2 separate regions of the Mus musculus genome follow, and region 1 is linked to region 2. Evidence: chromatin contacts called from public Hi-C data. All regions are on one chromosome and are shown on one strand. Each heading gives the region's core, a stretch centred on a gene start, on an enhancer-like site or on the middle of the called end of the contact. The rest is flanking DNA. Distances are from core to core; before and after follow the strand shown.

What was found. A called contact is a pair of places that touch in the nucleus more often than the background predicts.
Region 1: a contact with region 2 is called in a Hi-C map of cranial neural crest, with 2.0 times the contacts expected there. The contact joins two enhancer-like sites. A contact is called at or near these places in 2 of 484 Hi-C or Micro-C datasets (cranial neural crest and nephron progenitors).

The regions. Positions count from the first base shown.
Region 1 is chr3:50,378,863-50,384,724 of GRCm38.p6, forward strand. Slc7a11 (solute carrier family 7 (cationic amino acid transporter, y+ system), member 11) reads right to left here. Exons shown (of 12, transcript NM_011990.2): 7 at 5,182-5,305; 8 at 3,013-3,116; 9 at 2,110-2,206; 10 at 173-322. Among named protein-coding and RNA genes, the nearest start is that of Slc7a11, 62 kb to the right of the region's middle. Within about 2 kb of position 4,074, at least 72 of the 459 cell types and tissues checked have an H3K27ac peak or open chromatin away from gene starts, as enhancers often do.
Region 2 is chr3:50,075,419-50,081,146 of GRCm38.p6, forward strand. No RefSeq gene overlaps it. Among named protein-coding and RNA genes, the nearest start is that of Gm40042, 52 kb to the left of the region's middle. Within about 2 kb of position 1,918, at least 4 of the 459 cell types and tissues checked have an H3K27ac peak or open chromatin away from gene starts, as enhancers often do.

The DNA.
Region 1 (5,862 bases), core at 2,824-5,323, 310 kb after region 2:
TTTCCCCAAGTGAAGTGCAACAGAGGAGGTTCCCCCAGCAAGAGTTAAATATCATATTCCGCAGGCCCCTACCCTACCCAACCTGCCCATGCCCATCATCAAGTTATGACAAAAGGAGGCCTAGGTGTTAGGAGAGAGATTTATGTAAACCCATCAAGATGGCCGAGGTTACCTTGAAAGGACGATGCATATCTGGGCGTTTGTATCGAAGATAAATCAGTCCTGCGACTGCCAGCCCCATAAAAAGCCACCTGGCAAAACTGAGGAAATTTAGAAGACTATAGAGGTCTCCGGAGAAGAGCATCACCATCGTCAGAGGATGCTGGGGTGGAGAAGGAGGAGAGACAACGTAAGCAAAGGGACTAAGAGGGAACAGGTAACAACAGTCAATAGCCTCACTTCACACTGTAAGTCCCATCCATTAGTTACTCATAATGCTACCATCCTGACCAAAGCCTGGATCCCACAAACTTCTTTTCCATATTCTGTTCTTATGCTGCAACAAAGCCTCCTTTGGAGGATGCTGTCAGGAGCCCCATTTCAGCCAGAATTTTGTAAGAATTTGCTGTTTCGTTCCTTTGTCGGTTCCCTTTTCCTTGGAAAGGAGACAACGTATTTTATGTTGTTTTGCTTTTGTGTGGAACGGTGTCTGTCCATCTCGACACAGGTGCACATGTGTATAAATGCAGGGATATTTGTAAATGCATGTGGAAGCCAGAAGACAATTTCTACCTTGGGAGACAGGGTCTCTCATTGGCCTAGATTGGCCATGCAGGCTAGGCTGACTGGCCAGTGAACTCTGGGGAGCCTCCTGTCTCTGCCTACCAAGCACTGGGATTATGAATGCAAGTTACTATGCCACTATTGGTTCTGAGGGACTAAACTCAAGTTCTCGTGCTTGCAAGACTAGCAGCGTGTATAGGTACACCTTACTTGAGACACTATGTTTTCAAAGAATAAAAAAGAAAAAAAAATCCAATCACTCAAAATCATGCAGAATCAATTAGAAAATTTCCAATCATAAATATTAAATGTAGATAACTGGGGAACTCTAAGAAAGCTCTGAAGTGATTTATGAAGTGCTCTTGGGACCCACACACAGGCAACGACCATGTAACGGTGAATCTCTTAGCTCCTGAACGCACAGCATTGACCTCTTCCTACTCCAGGTCAGTTCTCCCCTTGTGCTGACTGCATGTGACCCTCAAGACCAGGAAAGAATAAACATAGAGAAGAAGAACATCAGAGCAGGACTCTGCAGCTGATAAAAGCCAAGGACAGCATGAACGATAGCAGAGGCGTCACACGCAAGCCGTCTTCATGGAATAATACATCCTGTTCCCACAAGTGACGTTAGCTTCCAGACTGTGCACAGAGTGCACAAAAGAAATTTCAAGGAAACATTCTGAAAGAAATTAAATGCATGGAGAAGGAAAAAAAAAATCCAGGGTCCCCTTGACAGCAGATTCTGGTTAAGAAAAAAAAATGTTACTAAAATCAGAGGGGGGGGGGATGACTATAGCATTGCTGATGGGTATTTGAGGGCTCTTACACCTTTTGTATCCCACATTTCACAAATATTGTCCCCATCCTAGAGAATTCCACAGTTTGCATTTAGGGGTTTTCTTTCTTCTAAGGTTTGCTCTCACAGGTCTCAGTTACTCTTGGAGAACCATTTCTCTGCTTGGTGTTTTATCATCTATGCTTTGAATTACGTTGTATGGCAGGAGCCAGGAGGAGACAATGGATAATTTTTGCACAGTCTGCTTTCAGCTGAACTCTGAGTCTGGAGTTTAGATTGTAACCTTGTGGGTTTTTCTTTTTCTTTCCTTTGAGGTTCTCGGCCAAGGAGAGAAACCACAGCCTTCATTTCCCTTCACACCTTACAAATTTCTGCAAAGGTGAAACGGAACTAAGGTGGGTCATATCCCAGGGCATCCAATACACATCAAAAGCACGCCATGGAAGCAAGCCATTGCAACATCTCTGGCCTCCCAGAAAATGATACATGGAGCACCAACTGAGTGGTGAATCGGGATGTCAGGTTTATTCCCTCCTTCCTAACCGTTTTGTGAGGTTGTATCTACATTACTTGTTAATATGCATTACCAAAACAATAACAGCTGGCAGAGGAGTGTGCTTGTGGACATGAATCATAGAGAGGATTTCCGGAAGGTGCCCTTCTCGAGATGCGACGTAGAATAACCTGCGGGGAGAAAAACGGTGAAGTTGACTATAGAATCAATCATTCAAATGGGTAACATTCTTAAATCCCCGAAGCAATATGGACGAATCTTCCTCATGCTAGGCATCTTGACATTTCTTATCTGGTCATTTGAGTTGTGCTTTGGAAACAAAGGGCAGATTTCATCATAAGTCTCTTTTCAGGACATACAGTGTCTGGGAAATATCTTATATCACTCCGAGGAAAAACAATAGCAATATTGCACTGAGTGGAGTTCTCCCTATACTTGAGTAGCTGCTGGCAAATTCAGTGCTAGATTGCTAGTGTCAGTCCAAGCTAGCACTCATTCAGTGCACAGGTACACACATGTACATGCATGTTGTGTTAACATTTCTCTAATTTAAACTGTAACATAGACCAAAAAAAAAAAAAAAAAAAAAAAGATTTTTTTGTGCCATCTAACTAAGGAAAAAAAATGGTTACCGATGGTGGAGTGGTGATTTCTGCTTTCAATTTTACTCTTTTTCGTGGCACCTTCAGGAAAACAAAAGACTTTATCGCTAGAAATAAAGGCCGTTATAAGACCCTGTAGACTCACTCTTTTTAAAAATGCAGCATGCCTGGCTCAGAGTGGGCTATGTGTAGACACGCAGCGCCCTCTACTGGACAGAATGAAACCTGCTTCACTGGAATCTACGAGGAACTCGCATATCCCTTTAAAAACAACAGGTTCGGAGGAACTATTGCTTTTCTCTTTAAAAGTTATCCTTATCACATCCAATCTCTAAAACAAAAATGTGTTTCTGAAAATACATGAACTCCCTCACCTGGAGACAGCGAACACACCACCGTTCATGGAGCCGAAGCAGGAGAGGGCAACAAAGATCGGGACTGCTAATGAGAATTTTCCCAGCAGCCGCTCAGAGAAGGTCTGAGGAAGGAAAGAACGGAACAAATTAATGCTTTCCCCGAAAGTGGAATAAAATGAAACAATTTAGGCCAAACTTGCTCTTTGACTTTCTATTAGCCTGGTGCTACGTGAATGTTTTATAATCCTTCTTTTTCGTTAGGGTCAAACTGACTCCACAAGACAATCACCAGCAGCGGGTACCACGGCATTCCTTGTCTCAGACCTGTGGGCAAAGGTCTAAGCAGTCGCCTTCTCTGTCCCTCCAAAGCAACGATCCGTTTACTGACTCTTTATCAACTATCGCCTCCGATAAGAGGAAGGGGCTCAGTTCGGAAATTCTACATTTAGAGACAGAAATTGTTCTGCACAATCCCAGAAAGCCACCTTTGTATGAAGAGGTATAGATACACACTGGCGAGTGTTTCGGGTACTTGTTTCACATACCAACCTCAGTTCGGGAGGATAAATCAAAACAATAGACAAGTTGACCATTTCATCACAGGAGTGAGCCACTCTGGAGGTTCTTTACCGGGTAAGCCCTACCAGCTGAACCTGTTTATGGAGTCAGCCCTCCCCCACCCTAGGAGGCCATCATTTCCTTCCAGGGTTTCCTGTAAAAGGCTAGAACAAAATTCCAATCCTGACAAGCGACAGAAACTATAAATAAATGAAATAAATGGTAGACAAAGTTCTAAGCTTTCCTCCTAGGCTGTCATGGGGGTAGTCTTGCACATTTGTATAAAGGATGCTGTTTGTTGTTGTTGTTGTTGTTAATATAAGATTTTTTTTTCATTGTCCTTGATGCAGCTGGTGTTATGCAATTAGCAGACCCCATTATGCTTTCCACAAATTAGTGCTGCCCTTTGCCTAGAAACGTGAGGCAACCGACCAGACACCGGAAGCTTTGTCCATTTCACTGCCTGACAGCACTGCAGTGGACAAAGCCCTCAGACACTGGTTCACAGGACAGGAGTTAACCGTTCCCTGTGGGTGTTGCTGATAGGAAGTGATACCATGTGAAAAGGAACTGCCCCTTGGTGGATGGGAGTGTCACTGCATGTTGTTAAGTTTTCACCCTTCCTGGCTTTGAGTTAATGAGTGAATTCTTTCGAGTTAAAATTCTGAACAAACCCATATTAACATTTTACTCCAGTTGTTGCTCTGATGGGTGAGCGGGGAGTGAGTGTGTGGGTGGAAGAGCACACTCATAGAGACAAAGGGGAGGGGGAATGGGATGGGGGCGTTGTGGAGAGAGACCAGGAAGGGAGACAACTTTTGAAATGTAAATAAATAAAATAACCAATAAAAAAAAGATATATCAGAAAAAAAAATCTGAACAAACACAAGTATGTGTTTCAGAAAAAGCAGTCTCATGACATGGTCTTTGGAAACAAATATAGTCCTGGTGTCAAATAAATTTGTGGAAATGCTTTGGAATTATATGCACGTAGCTCTTAGGAGTTACAATGCACACTGGCATCTTCAAGTATTATAGGAACACCTCTTTAACATTTAATTGCCTAGCTGTTCCCAAATTTATAAACACCCCAACGTTGCTGTTCCGAGGTCATGCTACAAATAGATCAATAGTCATGGTCCTCCTGAAATTCCTAGAATGATACTTTGGGGAGAGGATTCAAGTGGACATTTGAAAAGTTTCTAACCAGAAATGAGAAGAGTGGGTAATACTTTGCACACTAAAACTTGCACCGATTTGCATTCAGCAACTCCACCTGTCCTTAGAAACATGTTGGGAAGATATTCCCTCTCTGTAAGACAGCCTTGATGGAGTTTTAGGCAGCTTTATATAAAAATGCTTTTTAGGGGATTTAAAAGAAAATACCAAGGAAAACAGAGGTTTTGGCAGAGGTTAGCTGTATGTTATGACACATACTAAAGTAAGGTGTGCTCTAAATCTTTAAAATATTATCATTCAGGCCAAGAAAAGATTACCAACTTCAAAACCCTTTCTCCTGGAAGAAACCACGATCAAACTGTACCAGCTCATTAACCCGAATTCAAAGAGTCACGACTGTAATGTAGACCACCACCAGAGCAGCGCCATAGCGCTGGACTGCAGACTTACCACCGCCACGGCGCTGGACTGCAGCAGCTCCTCCGCACTGATGGTGGTAAAATAGGCCACGTTTGTCAGTACGTAGCCCACTGTGATGATAGCCATGGAGATGCAGATTGCAAGGGGGATGGTTCTGAAAGACACAAAGACATCACATGTGGGTCATCCCGCATTCTCTGCTACCAAAGCATACAGAAGACTAGCTGCAGGGATGGATGTCGCCACACCAGCCATAACTGAGGGCTTTGTTGGCACATGGAGGAACATTTTATCAGAACAGAGTACCCTTGCAACTTAATGAGATTCCGGGGGGAGGGGGGAGGAGGCATTCTGTATCACTTGGGTTTTTCGAGACAGGGTTTAGCCCTGGCTGTCCTGGAACTCACTTTGTAGACCAGGCTGGCCTTGAACTCAGAAATCTGCCTGCCTCTGCCTCCTGAGTGCTGGGATTAAAGGCGTGCGCCACCACGCCTGGCTGGTCTATCCCGTTCTTTACACCACAACTGTTACTGCCACACCATCCTCACAATCACCTGGAAGGCTTGTTAAATAAAGCACGGGCCACCTAGCCCCTCCCTGGGTTTCTGATTTAATGGGATCAGCATCACTTCTGGGCACCTATGTGATCCTGATGCTGTTGACCTGAGGACCGCACGCCTTTCCACTATGAATCCACCCACCGCACCGACA
Region 2 (5,728 bases), core at 668-3,167:
AATGTCCTTTTATATAGGCCTCCAGCAGAAGGTGTAGCCCAGGTTAAAGCCACCACACCTTTAATCCCAGATGACCTTGAACTCCGAGATCTTTCTTACTTAATCTTCTGGAATTCATAGCCACTATGCCTCAAGATCTCCATGCTAAGATCCAGGTCAGACACTTGTTTCTCCCAGCCTCAAGAATAGGATCAACTGATGAGCCTTCAGTTCTGGATTGTAGTTCATTCTATATATAGTCAAGTTAACAAACAAGAATAGCCACTACAGCCCTCATATTTGATTACAAAACAGACATGCCATTGTAATGGTTATTCTAAGAATCTCAGGTCTCAATGGTATGGAAACATTGCTCCCCATTGATTCTCTGATTTGTCAATAAAAGCTGATCAGCCAGTGGCTGAGCAGAGGAAAGAATAGGGTTGGACTTCTGATACCAGCCAGGGGAGGAGAGGGAGAGGAAGAAGAGAGGATTCATCACTAGGAAAGGGTCCAGAAGCCACCAAGGGAACACACCTGAAGCAGAGAGAGCCAGATCAATACTAAAATAACTAAAATGCACGTATCCTGGAGATTTTAGCTGGAGGTAGCCAGGCTATTTTAGAGGATTGAAATAGACTAATACTGCTCAGCTGCTGTGATGTAAAGCTTGACTAAATAAACGTTTTGGTCTCTGTCTCATTTGTTTCAGAGCTAGCCAGGATAGAGAAAAAATTACCACTTTTAAAATTGCACTAACAATGTTTAAGTTTCTTGTCTCTATATAGTGAAAATGCTACTCTGTCCAATTCATTGTTCAGTGAGGTCATGTTGAAAAATTTTGACAAGCCCAGAGTGTAATACCCCCATTTAAAAAAAGAAAAAGACTTAATCCCCAAATGCTACAAATCAAAGCTAGTCTTCCATTTACCTAGAGCTAAAATAGTAATGAGTAAAATTCTGTAAATATAGGCTAAACGTAAAAATGTAGGCTAAATAATAAACCACATTGCATTTGTGACTTTCACATTTTTAACACCACAGGTAACTAAGAAAGTGAACTCCCAGAAATGTAATAGCCTCTAACTTAGCAAAACTGGCCAATGACTGAAGGTTTAACACATGGTATTCATTGGAACATAATCATTGCACATATAAGAACTTCATAGAGACTATATCTCTTATATATGATATGTGCTTGGTCATGCCCATATTCTCCTTTTCTACAGCTTTCCCCCTTTCTCCATCTCAAGTCTCCCTCCTTCCCTTAGCCTCTCTTTACTTCCATGCTGTGTGGTTGCATGTGATTGTGTGTTGTATATATGTTGTGTGTGTGTGTGTATGTGTGTGTGTTATGTGTGTCTAGCCTAAAATCTACTTGAGGGAAAGATGCCATTTGTGTCTGTGAGTCTTCCATGCATTCATTTCAACAAATATAATAATATATCCAATTGCATTCATTTTTCATAAAATGTCATAATTTTATAATTTTTTTGTTGCTTAATATAAAACCCCATTGTGTATATATACCAGATTTTTCCTTAATTGTTCATTTGTCATTGTTTTTTAGGAGGGTATATCTCTTTTGAAAATACCTAATAATTTCGTTATTGCTAAAATAAGAAAATACAGTTCAACCGAATGTTAAATTACAGTTGGAAGTTCATCTTTCAAATATTTTTTAACAAAGTACTGACCCTAGCGACTGGTGAAGCAAAAACCTATAACAGGAGAAGAGGATGAACAAGTGAAGCAGCGCCTCCTAGTGGTTATAATTGGGGAAACTGCGTGCACAAATTACAGATTGAGGACCTTGACACCTGGGAAGCCCGTTTGCAGAACCTGGCTTAGACCTCAGGCATATGGGGGAAGAAAGTTAGAAACAAAGGACTGAGTGCACAGACTTCCTCCTTCAAGGCTGCCAGGCAGGGAGCATGTTTGTCTGCATTGTATCTGAGAAAATTCTCCTCCCTCTTCGCTTTATCAAAAATCATGTGTGCATTTATATGTCTAGGTCTTTAGTTTGATTGCATTGACCAACACATGTGTTTTTGTGCCAATACCATGTGGTTTTTATCACTCTAGCTTTGCAGTCCAACATGAAATGGGAGATGGTAAAACCTCCAGCAGTTATTTTATTATTCCGAATTGTTTTAGCTACCCTGTGTTTTTTGTTTCTCCTTATACAGCCAAAAAGTTCCCTTTTAAGATCTGTGAAGAATCGTTGGAGTCTAGGTGAGGATTGCATTGAATCTGTAAATTGTTTTTTGGTAGAATAGCCATTTTTCTATGTTAATCATACCAATCTATGAGCATGGGACATCCATCTTGGAGGCTCTTCAATTTCTCTTTTTCAATGACTTGATGGTTTTACCTTACAAGTCTTTCACTTGTTTGAACAGAAATACCCCAAGGTATTTTATATTATTTTAGGCTATTGTGAAAAGCGTTGTTTCCCTGTTTTGTTTTTTCTCAGACTGTTTGTCATTTGTATATAGGAGGGCTATTGATTTTTGTGAGTTATTTTTGTGTCCAGCTACTTTGCTGAAAGTGTTTATCACCTATGAAAATTATTCAATGCATTTAAGGTCATGTATAATATCACCTGCAAATAACGATACTTTGATTTCTTCTTTTCTAATTTGTATCCCCTTGCTCTACTTCATTTGTTCTGTCTAGCTAAATCTTCAAGTATCATATGCAATTGATAGGAAGAGTGGAAACCATTGTTTTATTCTTATTGTAATGGACTTCCTTTGACTTTCCATTTAAGTTGGTGTTAGCTATAGGCTTGCTGTAAACTGTCTTTATTATGTTGATCAATTCCCTATGTATTTCTAATCTCTCCAGTACATGTATCATGAAAGTAGTGCTATATTTTGTCAAAGGTCTCTTCAACATCTAATGAAATGATAGTGTGGTTTTTGAATTTCAATTACTTTATATGGTAGATTATGCTTACCAATTTGCATATGTTGAACCATCCCTGCATTGCTGGGATAAAGTCTATTTGATCATGGTAGGTGATCTTTGCCATGTGTACTTAGATTTGGTTTGCAAGTATTTTATTGTAAGGGAAACAGGTCTGTAAGTCTTTGTTGGATCTTTGTGTGCTTTCGATATCAGGGTGATTGTGACTTCATAAAATGAAATTGGCAATGCTCCTTCTGTATCTGTTTTGTGTAATAATGTGAGAAGTATTTGTCAATAACTGTTTTTTGAAAGTCCAGTAGAATTCTGAGCTAAAACCATCTGTCTCTAAGCTTATTTTTTTTGAGAGTTTAAATTAAACTTTTAATTATTGTTTTTATTTTACTAGGTATAAGAGGTCTCTTTAAATTTCTGTCTGATCTCGATTAAACTTTGATAAGTGGTATGTATTAAGGAAATTGTCTACTTCTTCTGGATTTTCCAATTTGGAGGAGTACAGGTTTGTAAAGTGTGTCCTTGTCATTGTCAGGATTTCCTCAGTCTCTGTTCTCATGCACCTCTTTTCATTTCTAATTTTATTAATTTGGATTCTCTCTCTCTTTAATTAATTTAGATATAGGTTGACCAATGTTACTGATTTTATTGAAGAACCAACTTTTTGTTTCATTGAATCTTTGTAATTTTTTTCTTTTTTATTTATTTCAGCACTGAGTTTGATTATTTCTTGATGTCTACTCCTTTTGGGTATGATTTCTTATGTTTGTTCTAGAACTATCAGGTATACTGTTATTATTATGAAATACTCTCAATTCATTTTGTAGGCACTTAGTGCTATAAAATTTCCTCTTAGATCCTCATTCATTGACTTTCAGCATGCTGTATTTTCATTTTCATTCAATTTTAAAAGACTTTAAACTCTTTCTTATTTTTGTCTTGACATGTTTTTCATTCAGTAGAGGATTGTTCAGTTTTCATGAGTTTATAAGGTTTTTCTTACTTCTATTGTTCTTGGTATCCAGCTTTAATCCATGGTGATCACATAGGCTGCTGGGTGTTATTTTAATTTTCTTGTATCTGTTAAAACTTGCTGTGTATCTGAATATGTTGTAAGGTTATATATTTCAAAACCTCTTTTAATAAGGGCTCTTAAATGCTTCAACCTCCCTTATAGCCTTCTGACCAAAGGTCAGGGAGGAAGATGGTTAATAGGACAAGGGGAGACATGGACCTCTTTAGAAGTCACTCTTTGGAGTGACTCCAATCTTCATTGTCTGCAGTTCAGTCCATTAGCAAAACATCAAACATGAATCAGCAGCAACAGCTTGATTCGGATGAAATTTCAAAGCTCTACCAATCAGCACGACGCCACCAAAGTAACCAGAAGCAGCCAGAACACTGCCAGAAGCTCTTTGGTATGTTTCTGACTACAAGCTCACAACAAACAATCATCAAAGAAGAAAGCAAGAAAAACCAATGCCACAGCATCGTCCACTGTCTGTTGGGTTATACTTACACTCTCCCCAAACATCACATGTCCTCTCAGGCACTCCTGTAAAACATCACATGCCCTTCCATCAGACAGCTTCTGGAAAAAACAACGGATGACACAAATACGTCTCCAACAAAACTAGAAATTACGACTTCAGTATGTACTAACTTTTGGAGAACGTTCCATGAAATACAGAGAAGGGGGTATATTCTTTTGTGTTACAGTGAAATTTTCTGTAAATAGATGTTACATCCATTTAGTCTATACCTCCTGTTTGCTCCAGCATTTCTTTGTGTTCTTTTTGTCTGGATTACCTGTCTGTTGATGAGCATGGAGTATCGAAGACTCCCATTATCAGTGTGTAAGAGTAAATATGTGATTTAAGCTTTAGTAGTGCTTCTTTTATGAACTTGGGTGTCTTTGTGTTTGGAACATAGAACTTCAATGTTAAGAACTTCAATGTCATCCTTCTTGAGTTTCATGTAGTTTGTGAATTGTATTTTGGGTAATCCGAGCTTCTGGGCTAATATCCACTTATTTGTGAATGCATATCATGTGTGTTCTTTTGTGATTGGGTTACCCCATTCAGGATGATATTTTCTAGTTTCATCCATTTGCATAAAAGTTCATAAGATTCATTGTTTTTAATAGCTGAGTAGTACTCCATTGCGTAAATGTACCACATTTTCTGTATCCATTCCTCTGTTGGGGGACATCTGGGTTCTTTCCAGTTCCTGGCTATTATAAATAAGGCTGCAATGAACATAGTGGAGCATGTGCCCTTATTACATGTTGGAGCACCTTCTGGGTATATGCCCAGGAGTAGTATTACTATATCCTCCAGTAGTACTATGTCCAATTTTCTGAGGAATCGCCAAGCTGATTTCCAGAGTGGTTGTACCAGCTTGCAATCCCACTAGCTATGGAGGAGTGTTCGTCTTTCTCCACATCCTTGCCAGCATCTGCTGTCACCTGAGGTTTTGAACTTAGCCATTCTGACTGGTGTGAGGTGGAATCTCAGGGTTGTTTTGATTTTCATTTCCCTGATGACTAAGAATGTTGAACATTTTTTTAGGTGTTTCTCAGTCATTTGTTGTTCCTCAGTTGAGATTTCGTTGTTTAGCTCTGAACTCCATTTTTTTTAAATAGGGTTATCTGTTTCTCTGGAGTCTAAATTCTTGAGTTCTTTGTATATATTGGATACTAGCCCTCTATCAGATGTAAGACTGGTAAAGATCTTTTCCCAATCTGTTGGTTGCCATTTTGTCTTATTGACAGTGCCCTTTGCCTTACAGAAGCTTTGCAATTTTATGAGATCCTTATGTCAAT